Linked DNA regions of Rattus norvegicus: region 1 is linked to region 2. A link is a contact called in public Hi-C data. All regions are on one chromosome and are shown on one strand. Each heading gives the region's core, a stretch centred on a gene start, on an enhancer-like site or on the middle of the called end of the contact. The rest is flanking DNA. Distances are from core to core; before and after follow the strand shown. Region 1 holds the start of Pxmp4 (peroxisomal membrane protein 4). Region 2 holds the start of Cbfa2t2 (CBFA2/RUNX1 partner transcriptional co-repressor 2).

Evidence for each region. Hi-C and Micro-C count contacts between places; a contact is called where the count stands out from the background.
Region 1: a contact with region 2 is called in a Hi-C map of liver, with 2.0 times the contacts expected there. The contact joins the promoter of Pxmp4 here to the promoter of Cbfa2t2 in region 2. A contact is called at or near these places in 3 of 12 Hi-C or Micro-C datasets (the Rat2 cell line, kidney and liver).

Annotation. Positions count from the first base shown.
Region 1 is chr3:163,567,042-163,573,454 of GRCr8, reverse strand. Pxmp4 (peroxisomal membrane protein 4) reads left to right here and starts at 2,626. Exons shown (of 4, transcript NM_172223.2): 1 at 2,626-2,779. The coding sequence starts at 2,667.
Region 2 is chr3:163,395,186-163,400,871 of GRCr8, reverse strand. Cbfa2t2 (CBFA2/RUNX1 partner transcriptional co-repressor 2) reads right to left here and starts at 3,652. Exons shown (of 11, transcript NM_001168542.1): 1 at 3,501-3,652. The coding sequence starts at 3,534.

The DNA of each region.
Region 1 (6,413 bases), core at 1,377-3,876, 170 kb before region 2:
CTGGGAATCCCAACCTAGGCCCTCAGGCTGGCAAGGCAAACACTTTCACTTTAGTCAAATCCTCACCCCTAAGTCTGACCTCTGCAAGGCTGTGGAAACCTCCATATCTACCTTTCACGGCCTGAGGGGTCTTCCTTATTTTTATCGTGAGAAAAAAATTTTCAGGGTTGGGGAAGATCAGGTTTCAGCAGTTAAGATCACGTGCTGCTCTTGTTCAGGACCTGAGTCTGGCTCTCAGTTTCCATGTTGGGTGGCTCACTAATGGCTCCAGCTTCCCTGATCACGAACACTCAAACATACGCGCTCAGCAACAGTGAAAATAAATTTTTAAAAAAGAATAAGGTGGGGCTGGAGAGATGGCTCAGTGGTTAAGAGCACTGACTGCTCTTCCAGAGGTCCTGAGTTTGATTCCCAGCAACCACATGGTGGCTCATGACCACCTGTAATGAAATCCAAGGCCCTCTTCTGGTGTGTTTGAAGACAGCGACAGTGTACTCGTATATAATAAATAAATAAATCATAAAAAACAAAACAAAACAATGTGGTGGGTGTGGTGGCAAATGCCCTGCCTGGAGTCTTACAGGATGGCCCAGGCTGGGCTAAAGTCTATGGTCCTTATGCCTCTGCCTCACCAGGACTGAGATTACAGATGTGTACCACCACCACAGCTGGCATAGTCTGAGATTTCTTGATGTACCAAACCCTACTCCCCAGGGTGCAGAAAGACCCATCAGTCACATGGTCCAAGAAAGAGCTTTAAAAGAATCCCCCTTGGGGTTGGGGATTTAGCTCAGTGGTAGAGCACTTGCCTAGTAAGCACAAGGCCCTGAGTTTGGTCCCCAGATCCGAAAAAAAGAAAAAAGAAAAAAAAAAAGAATCCTCCTTTCCTTTTTTCCCCCTCAACTGTTGTGTTTGTCTCTGAGGCATCCTTTTCTGGGGTTGCTTGGGGCTAAGGGTTATACAATGGTTTCTGTCACATTAGCCCAGAAGGTGAAATCCTTTGGCTGTTGTTGTTTCCCTAGGGGGCCGTCTCAGAAGGACTCAGGAGGGTCTGCTCTAAGCCTCCTGACTTTGAGCAGGCCCTGAACTTTCACTCTATAATTTCATGCCCTGTGTAGTTAACAAATTGAAATTCACAGGGTCAATATTTGCCAAGGCTCTCATGTCATGAGTGGCTTTGGTGTGCCAGTATCTGAGTCCTCTTGTTAACTATCTGGTTACCAGTATCTGAGTCCTCTTGTTAACTATCTGGTTACCAGTATCTGCAACCTCTTGTTAACTATCTGTATACCAGCATCTGAGTCCTCTTGTTAACTATCTGGTTACCAGTATCTGTAACCTCTTGTTAACTATCTGGTTACCAGTATCTGAGTCCTCTTGTTAACTATCTGATTACCAATTTTCACTCAGTGATTGGCTTGAACATTCCTCACGCTTTTAAGCATCTTTATGTTTATAAGAGGATTATATAAATAAACATACTGGGATGACTAGCTATCTATTAACAGAAATGCCTGAAGAGTTCCCATGCTAAGACCATAAAGGACAGTGGTCTCGATGTGTGGGCCTTGGACATACAAGTGCCAGATACACAATGCTGCATGGGCCTCAGTCTACATCAGGTGTCTCAGGGGCTTGACAGAAGTCGATGTGCAGACACTTGACCAAGCCTGGTTCGATTCTTTCTGCCCATCTTTCTTGTGTTCAAGTCGGGGTCTTGTTCTGGTCTAGATTCTGCCTGGCTACGATCATATGTTTCCTGCACCCTCAGTGAGTTCTCCAGCACTCCACACTGAGCACATCTTTGCTCCACAACCTTTATATCAATAATGGCAAAGGCCAAGCCCTGCTGCTCGTCAGTGCTGGTGCTGAGTACCAGCAAAATGTGATGGAGCTTCTCAGAAATCACTGGAGACTTGGTCACCAACTGTAAGTCTTCCATTCTCAACATAAAGGAAGGCAACTAAGCCAGTAGGTTGGAGAGAAGAGAGGATATGAAACAAGAGGCAAAGGCTGACAATCACATAAATAAGTCCGCTCCTGAGGGCCCTAGGGAAGAGTTTGTATTTTAAAATAAGTAGAAACAGGTACGAGTATGGCACAGGCCTGCAACCCAGTCTGTGGGAGGTAGAAGCAGGGGGATCAAGGATTTAAGCAGGGATTTAAGGCCAGCCTGGGCTATCCTGTCTCAAAGTACCAAACAACAAGAGTGACATATAATTTATGTTCTGAAAAGTTAGCTGTGCTACTCGCTAGGCAATTCAAAGTGTCAAGCGTGATGACAAGCCCAACGTCACCTTCCAAACACCACCCATTCCAAATCGAAAGAGCAACAAACCCCTCCTTCGCCCACAATGAAACAAACGTCTCTCTAAGAAAACTGCCTTCTTATTGGTCAAATCCTGCGTGAGACCTTCCGAGTCCTGGTGATTGGCTACCAACTCTCCATTCTCTTCCAATCAGACAGATATTCCGAAGTGTAAGCGCGTCTCAGCCCCTTGCAGACAAATGCGCTCTGTAATTGGATCTCTTGTATGATTGACAGCAGGATCAGCCAATAGATACAACGACGGGGCGGTGCTCTCCAATGCAGTGAGCTGTGCACCTAGAGCGCAGGGCTGTCAGTGCTTGGCCAGCTAGGTCCTTCGACCCAGTGCTCCGGTGCTATGGCTGCCCCGCCGCAGCTACGGGCTCTTCTCCAGGCTGTCAACAAGCTGCTGCGCCAGCGCCGTTACCACGCTGCGCTGGCCGTGATAAAGGGCTTCCGGAACGGGGCTGTGTGAGTAGGGCCCTGGACTTCGGTTAGGGCTGAGGGACGGGCCTACCTGGGCTTGCGAGTTCGAGGCTCGAAGCCACTGTGCTGTGCACTCTCTAGGAAGCCTTAGGTGTCTGTAGATTTCGGTGCCCCGTTGGTGCAGCAGGCGTCGGTTTCTGGGTTCCGGTACCTTACCCTGAGCTGGGGCTTCCTCTGTCCTGCTTCTTGGTCCTCTGTCCTTTCCAACCTGGCATTCTTGGCTTAGTTGCCTCCTGTGCCAGCACCCGTATCCCCTCACGGGGTCTAATTCATCTCATCTTGCCTTGTGCCCTTTAGCCTACTTGGCTTCTGTAGTTCTGTCTGCACACACAAAAAAAACTGGACTCTGTCCTTTAACAAGCAGGTGGTCACCTGTTGACCTTATAGGTGCCAACAGCGTCACATCTATATGGGACTTCACCTCATTCTTCATTTCCACTGGGGACTCGTGAGAAGTGCCGGTGAATGTATGTAAGGAAAAGTAGCTAATATTTGCTGGGTAAATCAATCTCACTCCCTCAGAGTTAGGAGAGGGAGACCATAGGGTAGTTTTGCTTGACCACTGCCCGGAGGGGAGTTCCAGCTTCTTTAAACCTCATGCCTTAACAGTTACTGAGAGGTTACTGTCACAGTGCGAGCAGTGACTCAGAGAAGAAACCAGCGTCTCTGTCCCCTAAAGTTGGCATCCTGGTAGCAGGGTGTGGCATGGAGGTGAGTGTGTCCACTGCCAGGATTAAAACCTGGGGTCAGCTACCATGTTCTTCATCTTGAACAAATCATTTAGGCTTTCTGGGTCTCACTTTCTGGAAAATGGGTCCCCGGAATATTTCTATACTGTTTGAAGACCATTGCTTCCTGTTCTTTACTCTCTTTCTCTATAGTTTGTGTCGCCATCAGACACTGAATAATCTTTTTCCCCGGCCCATGACTCTCACTAGAAAGTCTTGAGTGGTGTACGTGCCAGTCATCCCAACCCTCAGGAGGCTGGAACGAGCATATTTGCTCAAAATAAAGAATTCTGGGTCATCTTGGGCCACAGTGTGAGACCCTGCCTAACAACGGCAACAAAAAGTGCTTCCCAAGGTTGGAGCATCTTTGTCTAGACTCCTCTGCGTGTCCTGGTGCTCCCTCTGTTATAGGCATTCACAGTTCCTTTATGGATGTTTGAAAACTAGGAACCACTCTTGTCTCTGCCTCACTGATGGGTGGGCCGAGGTTACGGGAGGTCTGTCGATCGCTCCTGGTCACATCCTGTCAGCGTTATAGTCAGGATTCAAACTCAAAATGGATACAGAGTCGGGGAGCAAATGCGTCCTACTGAATCTGGCCAAATCATACCAGACACTGTTTGACCAAGATGGTAACGTCAGTAGCCCCTTTGCCAGGTATGTACTGTACAAAGCAGGAGCTGGCCCTGTACCATCGAGCACTGCCCAAAATGATCTTTGTACAGCTGCCCCTACGCCACCTCTCTCTGTGCCCTCCTCAGTGGACCTTTTCTAGAGCACAGACACTTTCCAGGGTCGGGTGCTTGGGCTCCACTCCTAGTGCTTTCATTGTAAAAACTGAGCGATTTTTCATCTCCTCTGGTCTTGGTTTCCTCTGTAAAATTAAAACTATAAACTCAGCCAGACCTGAGTCCCCAAGGCAGGGATCTCAATACTTGGTAGAGGTACTGATGCTCTGCCTCTCTACAAGGGTCATAAGCCCTGTGACAGGGCTGAGCATGGCGACACACACTTGTCATCATAACACTTTAGAATCAAGTGGATTGAGAATTTGAGGGTAGCCTTGGCTGAAGACCTAGACTCTATAACCAAACCAAAAACAAAACAAAACAAAACAAAACCCCAAGAAACAAATACCACGCCAGTGCAAAGCAGTACTGAACAATGCTTTTCAGGATAAGTAGTGGTGATATTCCGGAAGCCAAAATAGAATTTTCCAGAAAGAAAAGGGCATTCTAGCTGTGGAAATGCCTTCAACAAAGGCCTGGAGGCAGGGGGAAAGGTGCTGTATTTGTGAAGAGGTGTGGCCAGTTTAAAGAGGTCAACCTGGATGACTGAGATGTTTGAACTTTGTGAACACTTAACTCACCCCTAACTAGTCCACAAGTGTGAGTTGCCCTCATGCCCAGTATGCTTGCACACGTGGAGGTACAAGGACCAGCTTGCACACTTGGCTTGAGAAAGGGTCTCACTGGCCTGGAACATCACCAGATGGTTAGCTTTTGGCCATCAACCTCCAAGAATCTCCACCCCTTATCTCATTTCTTTGGAATCGTATTTCCTTGCACGCAGGTGCCTACCATTATGCCATGCCTTGCCTTTTAACGTACGTCCCAGAGTTTCCAAATTTAGGTCCTCACACTTATAAGGCAAACACCTGACTGACCAAGACACCATTCTAGCCTCTACTTTAATTAAAAACAAAAACCCAAACCAACCAACCAAACAAAACAAACAAACAAACAAAAACCCCAAAATAATCACTGTGTAGCTTAGGTAGAGCTCAAAGCCAAGGTCCTCCTGTCTCAGCCATCCGATTTCTGATATTGGAGGCATGAGGTAACACATCTCATCTGAATTTGAGGAGTCTGAGAAGGGGCTTGTCAGATGTAGGGACTTGAGGACAGGCTGTCTCTGGCATAAAAGGAAGGCCCTGACTCTGGAGGAGGCTGAAGGCCTCTGTGTAGGAGAAGGAGATAAGGCTTTGAAGGTGCTGGGAGAAAGGCCACAGAGACTGAGGTGGGAACTTCCTGGTCACTGCCAGGCAGAGGAGATAAAAGAGAGTCCTGCTGGCTTCTGCAAGAAAATCACCATTTAAAGTTGTTAACTTTAAACTTTTCCTCTAATTTCGTCTTGGAAAAGTTAGGTAACTCATTCACAAAAGTCAAGGGCACTCAACTGTAAAGTTAGGCGATTGTCCTCTGTCAGCAGTCCCTCTCTGTGGAGACAGTCCCTGTGTGAGTGCGTCTCAGAGGAAATCTTTTTTTTTTTTCGGAGCTGGGGACCGAACCCAGGGCCTTGTGCTTGCTAGGCAAGCGCTCTACCACTGAGCTAAATCCCCAGTCCCGTGAGTTCGTCGTCTCTTAGCTCTTCATCCAGAGTGTTGTATGCACTCACAAACACGTCTAACCCCCACCCTCGATGTTTTTCTTTTTAAATGTTAATTTATAGAGTACCTTCCTCACCTTGCAATCTTTGCTACAGTTGCTCTTGTAAATCCCAAAGACAGCCCCAGAGCCAGTCCCAGAGCCAGCAGGCATTTCCCAGTGAGGGCTTTATACCTCCTCCTCCTTCCTGCTCTCCCCGTATCCTTCTCAGTGAATCTTTCTGTGTGCTCAGATCTGATTTCAGGCTTTTAGTCTGAACGTTGAATGAATCTTCATCTCTTCTGACCTCCGTTTTCTCTTTTTAAAAACGTTGACTTCTTTTTAAGATACATTTTTCGTGTGTATGAATGCTTTGCCCACGTGTGTGCTTATGTGCAGTGTATGTGCTTCATACGTGTGGAAGCCAGAAGGGGGTGTGAGATCCCGCACAACTGGACATACAGATGGTTGTGAGCTACCGTGTGGGCTGAGAACTGAACTGGAGTCCTCTGTGAGGGCAACACT
Region 2 (5,686 bases), core at 2,403-4,902:
CTACTTAGTAAGTTGAGGCAAGTCTTTGCTACAGAGTAAGCCCTTATACTTCACTGAAACAAAATATCCAGGTCTGGGATAAAGCTCAGTGGTAAAACACTTAACCTAGGGGATGGGAGGCCCTACCTAGCTGTTGTTGTGGGTTGGTGTTTTGTTTTGTTTTTTGATCATCACTGCCAGAAAAAAAAAAAAGTAAAGCAAATATTCACGTCCTGTGTGTGACCTTAGCCGCCTATCCTGATGGAACCGATCACCAGAGGACCAGAGTACTCCAGTATTTCCCCAGGGACTTCACTTTGGTAAAGCAAACTTAGGACTGAGCTCTTTCCCACTTTCCTTTCCCAGGGACTACAGTTAAAACATAAGACAGCTAGAGACCTCGTCTAGCATACACTAAAGCCTGTGTTCCTTCAACATTGAGAAAAAAGGAAGAAAAGAATGTAGGTAAGTTTCGGGTTGGAGATTTAGCTCAGTGGTAGAGTGCTTGCCTAGCAAGCGCAAGGCCCTGGGTTCGGTCCCCAGCTCCGAAAAAAAGAAAAAGAAAAAAAAAAAAAAAAGAATGTAGGTAAGTTTCTGAAATCACTAAAAATGACACATGCCTGTAACACCCTAGGTCTAAGGAGCCCAACAAGGAGGTGGGACTGACCTAGGATGAGGACATAGATCCTATCTTTTCTGTTTTGGTTTGTTTTTGTGAGTTTTTGTTTGAGACATAGTTTCTTTGTGTAGCCCAGGGTATCCTGGAACTAGTTCTAAATAGACAGAGGTAGACAGATCTCTGTGAGTTCTAGGTCAGCTGGAGAGACAGCTCAGTGGTTAAGACTGCTCTTCCAGAGGTCCTGAGTTCAAATCCCAGCAACCACATGGTGGCTCACAACCATCTGTAATGGGATCCAATGCCCTCTTCTGGTGTGTCTGAAGACAGCTACAGTGTACTCATATATAATAAATAAATACACCTTAAAAAAAATTGGAGGCCCAGGGGCTGGAGAGATGGCTCAGTGGTTAAGAGCACCGACTGCTCTTCCCGAGGTCCTGAGTTCAATTCCCAGCAACCACATGGTGGCTCACAACCATCTGTAATGGGGTTGTGTGTGTCTGAAGACAGCTACAGTGTACTTATATACATTAAGTAAGTAAATAAATCTTAAAAAAAAAAGGGGGTTGGGGATTTAGCTCAGTGGTAGAGCACTTGCCTAGCAAGCACAAGGCCCTGGGTTCGGTCCCCAGCTCCGGAAAAAAAAAAAAAAAAAAAAAAAAAAAAAAAGAAGAAGTAAAAATAAAAAATTGGAGGCCCAGAGAGATTCTTTTTTAAAGGAGAATTTTGTAGTTTTGAGTTATAAGTACCTGCCTTGCTGGGTGGTGGTGGTACACACCTTTAATACTAACACTGGAAGGCAGAGGCAAGTGGATCTAAGGCTAGCTTGGTCTACAGAGTGAGTTCCAAGACAGCTAAGGCTACACAGAGGGAAAGAAAAACAAAAGGTACCTGCCTAATACATAATAAGCATTCAGTTCAATCCTGGACCCTAATAAATTAGTTAACATAACAAACAATAGGCAAGCATACTGACCCACAATAGAGCAACTTTGCAAAGAAACTTAGTTACATAAGGAACCACAAAGACCTACTTCTTGGCTTTTGTTTTTCCAGAAAGTCTTACTACACATTTTGGACTGATCTCAAACTCACATTCTCCTGCCTCAGCCTCCTGAGTGCTGGAATTACAGAGGCTTTCACCATACTCAACCTTTTGGGACTATATTTAACTAAAAACATAAAAGATATGGAAATAAAAATGTGTTAGTTCATCTGGACCTAGTGACACAGGCCTGTATTTTTAGCTCCTGGGAAGCTGAGACAGAATTACAAGTTGCCTGGGCAACTTTGTCTGAAAATAAAGAAGGCTAGGGATACAGTTCAGTGCAGTGCAAAAAGCCCTAAGTGCAATCCCAATACTGCTATAAGTAAATGAATTTAAATTCAGATAAAAGTTTCTTCCACTTTTCTTATATAATAAAATCATCTTCCTTCACAAGAGCACCAAGAGCAGGAACAGCACACTCAACTACAGAAGGCATTAGTGGGTAAATCTATTTTGTATTTTTTCAATCCGACGTGGAATGAGTGCCCAAGAAAAAGGCTGTAAGAACCCTCTGCTGTAATTGCTGTCGAGGGGATTAAGACTTCTCAATAGGCCTCATTTTACCCTTGCACAATAGACATTCCCAAATACCTGACTTTAGCTTTTTTGTTTGTTTTATGTTTAGGGTTGGTATTTTGTTGGGTTTTTTTGGTTTTAGTTTTGGTTTTTTGAGGCAGGGTCCCATGATGTAACCCTGGCTGGTCTAGAACTGACTGTATAGACCAGGTTGGTCTAAACTCAGAGATCCACCTGCCTCCAAAGTGCCTCAAATACCTGTTTTTAGACACCTCGCATAGACAAAGAAATATCCACAAAACGTTTGAGTCCCTCTCTCAAACTCAAATCCAGAATCTAGTCTGTCAAGTTTGTTCGCCATAGTCTCCGGGCCTTGAGTGATACTTTGTACTTAAGAGATGATTTAATAAATATTAAATGAATCGAATGCAAAATGCCTGGTGCTCAAGTAATGCTAGCTATTACTGCTATTTTAATGACAATTAAATTTTTATTGTTCTTATTAAACGATGCCATCCCTCCTCCAAGATCTTACAATTCTAGGAAGAACATCGGATAAACGGAATACCGAAATGTGGGTAAGAGTAAAAACACAACTGGGTCACACAGTAGGACTAGTCAAACACAAGATATCTTAAAACAAACAAACAAAACACAACCAGATCCCAATTTCGGACTTTTCCGAGAACACACGTAACAAACTGAGATTAAGATAGTGAGTTTTCACACTTGTATATGATGTGTGTTCAGGGTATTCTACTGAATTCGCAAAACCCTACCACAGAGCTATTCAGGTTACGTTCCTCACAACCCATCCTCACAACCCATTTTTCAGACAGAGCAACTGAGTCTTGGGGAGCGCCAAGGTCACACAGCCTATACGCGGGGCAGCCGGGACATGAACCCAAGCAGTACGACTCCAGAGCCTGCATTCAACAGGGCCCTCCGGAATATCAGCCCGGCATCCTCCAACATCTACCACACGTCGCTCCAAATCCGGCGTGTTTCCCAGGACCGGACTTTCAGCCCCGAAGCCGCGAAAACAAAACAATACTTCTCTCGCGGCCAGTCCATAGGGCGCCCGCCAGGCCTGAGCTCCAAGGCCGCTCCACAGTCCGGCTTAGCACCAGAAGCCGCGAGCCCCACAGGAAGCGCCGGGATAGCCCCGAGGGCCCCGGAAGGCCGGGGAGCCGCGTGACCTTGGATCCAGTGCCCCAATCCCAGCCTCAGTTTCCCTGCCCAGGCCTCCGCCGGGGGCCTCTGCAGAGCCTCGCGCTTATGGAGCAGCAGGCCCCTCAACACACACCCCTCAGCCGTCCGCCTTCCCGCCCCACTTACGCTGGAAGGCGGCCGCTCCAGGGACGCCCACCATCGCGGAGCGCAGTCTGTCGCGAGCGCCGCCCGCTTCGACCCTCCGCCTGAGCCCTCCGCAGGCGCAGGCCGGGACCTGCACCCGCCGAACTCGCCCGCACCAGCGCCGCCGCTGCCGCCGCCGCCGTCGCCGTTAGGCCGCGCGCCGCCCCGCCCCCAGACGGCCCCGGCACGCCCCCGCCGCGCGCTCCCGCGTGCAGACCAACGCACGCGGAAGCCGGGCCGGAGGGCGCTCACGCGAAGCACCGCCTCCTGACCTGGCCCGCCCCTTCCGCGCCAGGCTGCGTCCTATCCTGGAGCTGCCTGCACCTCGACCCGCCTCCCGCGCGCTACGCAGGGCCGCACGAACCGCCCTCCTAGAAGCTCCAGACTTCCGGATGTGGACTGGGCGGTGACCTAGGAGCAGGGGCGGAGTCCTGGGGCGGGGCTTCGGGGAGGAACCCTTCAGGTATAGGCCTCAATGCCTTGACGGTTGTATTGGGTGTTAAATTGTTCTTTCCTCCTTTTACTTACTTATTTGTTTTTACATTGATTTATTGCATATGTGTACGTGTATATGTTTGAGGGAGTGCATTCCAACGCGTGCATGTGAATGTCAGAGAACAAGTCGAGGGTATGCTCTCCTTTCACCCTCTGAATCCAGCAGATCAAATTTCGGGCATCAAGCTTGACAGCAAGCATCTTTGCCAAATTAGCTATCTCGCAGATTTCTGTGTCTTTTGGGGCTATAGGAATCTAAATATTTGAAATAGCTAGTAGCTGTCATTATTGATTTCTGTATTAGATCGAGGACTTTGTGGGGTTTGTGTCTGTGTTTGGGTGGGGGGAACGTGTATATGCAGGGGTGTTTTGTTTTTTGTTTTTGTTTTTTTGACACAGTGTCTCCCTTGTAGCTCTGACTGTCCTGGAACTAGCCCTATAGAACAGGCTGGCCTTGAACTTAGATATCTATCTACCTAACTCTACATCCCAAGTGCTGGGACTAAAGGCCTATGCTACCAGGCCTGGTTAAATGCAGGTTTGTTTTGGTTTGTTGAAACAATGTCTTAATGTATGTTTGGCTGGTCTGAACTCACTGACCTAGACCAGGTTAGCCTTGAACCTTAAGCCATATTTTTAATCTGCCTCTCAAATGCTGTGTTTATAACACCAGCAGGCTTCACAGTTTGTTTCTGAAAAAGGTTTATTTTATATCTCTAGCTGGCCTAGAACACACAGTGTAGCCACGACGGTCTGGCATTCTCACCAATCGTCCTCCCTTGGCCACCCAAGTACTGGGATTTTAAGTAAGAGTCACTAGCCTGTCTTCAACAGCTGGTTTTGTACACTATGCAATTAATCTTCACAGTACCAAATATAGCTTTACCCCTTTTCTACACATTAGGAAGAGTCTTTCCCACTGGCTTGTCCACCTAGTGCGCTTAGCAAAGTCAAAACATAAATCCGGGGGCTGGGGATTTAGCTCAGTGGTAGAGCGCTTACCTAGGAAGCGAAAGGCCCTGGGTTCGGTCCCCAGCTCCGAAAAAAAGAACCAAAAAAAAAAAAAAAAAACATAAATCCCATAGCAACCCAAGAAAGCACTCTGACTATAGGATGAATGCTGTCATTCTGTCTCTCAAAAATTCAAAAACAGGAATTAGAACTAAAATGAAGCCAGTCTGGCATGGTGCCACAAACCTGTAATCCCAACCCTTGGGAAACTGAAACAAAATAACTGCCTTCAAAACCAGCCTTGGGCCACATAGTAAGACTGTCTCAACAAAACAAGGTCAGGCGTGGTGCTGTACTTCCAGCACTTGATTGGTAAGCGCAGGAGGTCAGTTCAAGGTTATCCTCCTCTATACGATGAGTTAGAGGCCAACTTGGGTGAGCTGCAGTAGCATTTGCCAGGTGAAGTGGCACACAGCTATGATCCTGGAAAGTGGCACTTGGGAAGGTCAACAGTTCAGCTCCATATCTTTAATCCCAGCACGCAGGAGGCAGCGGCAGGCAGATTTCAGTGAGTTTGAGACTAACCTGGTCTACAGCGCATATTCCAAGACAGCCAGGGCTACACAGAGAAACCCTGCTTTGAAGCGTGTGGGGGTGGAAAGAGTTTAGTTACAGGGCTGGAGAGACGGCTCAGAGGTTAGAGGCACCGGCTGCTCTTCTAT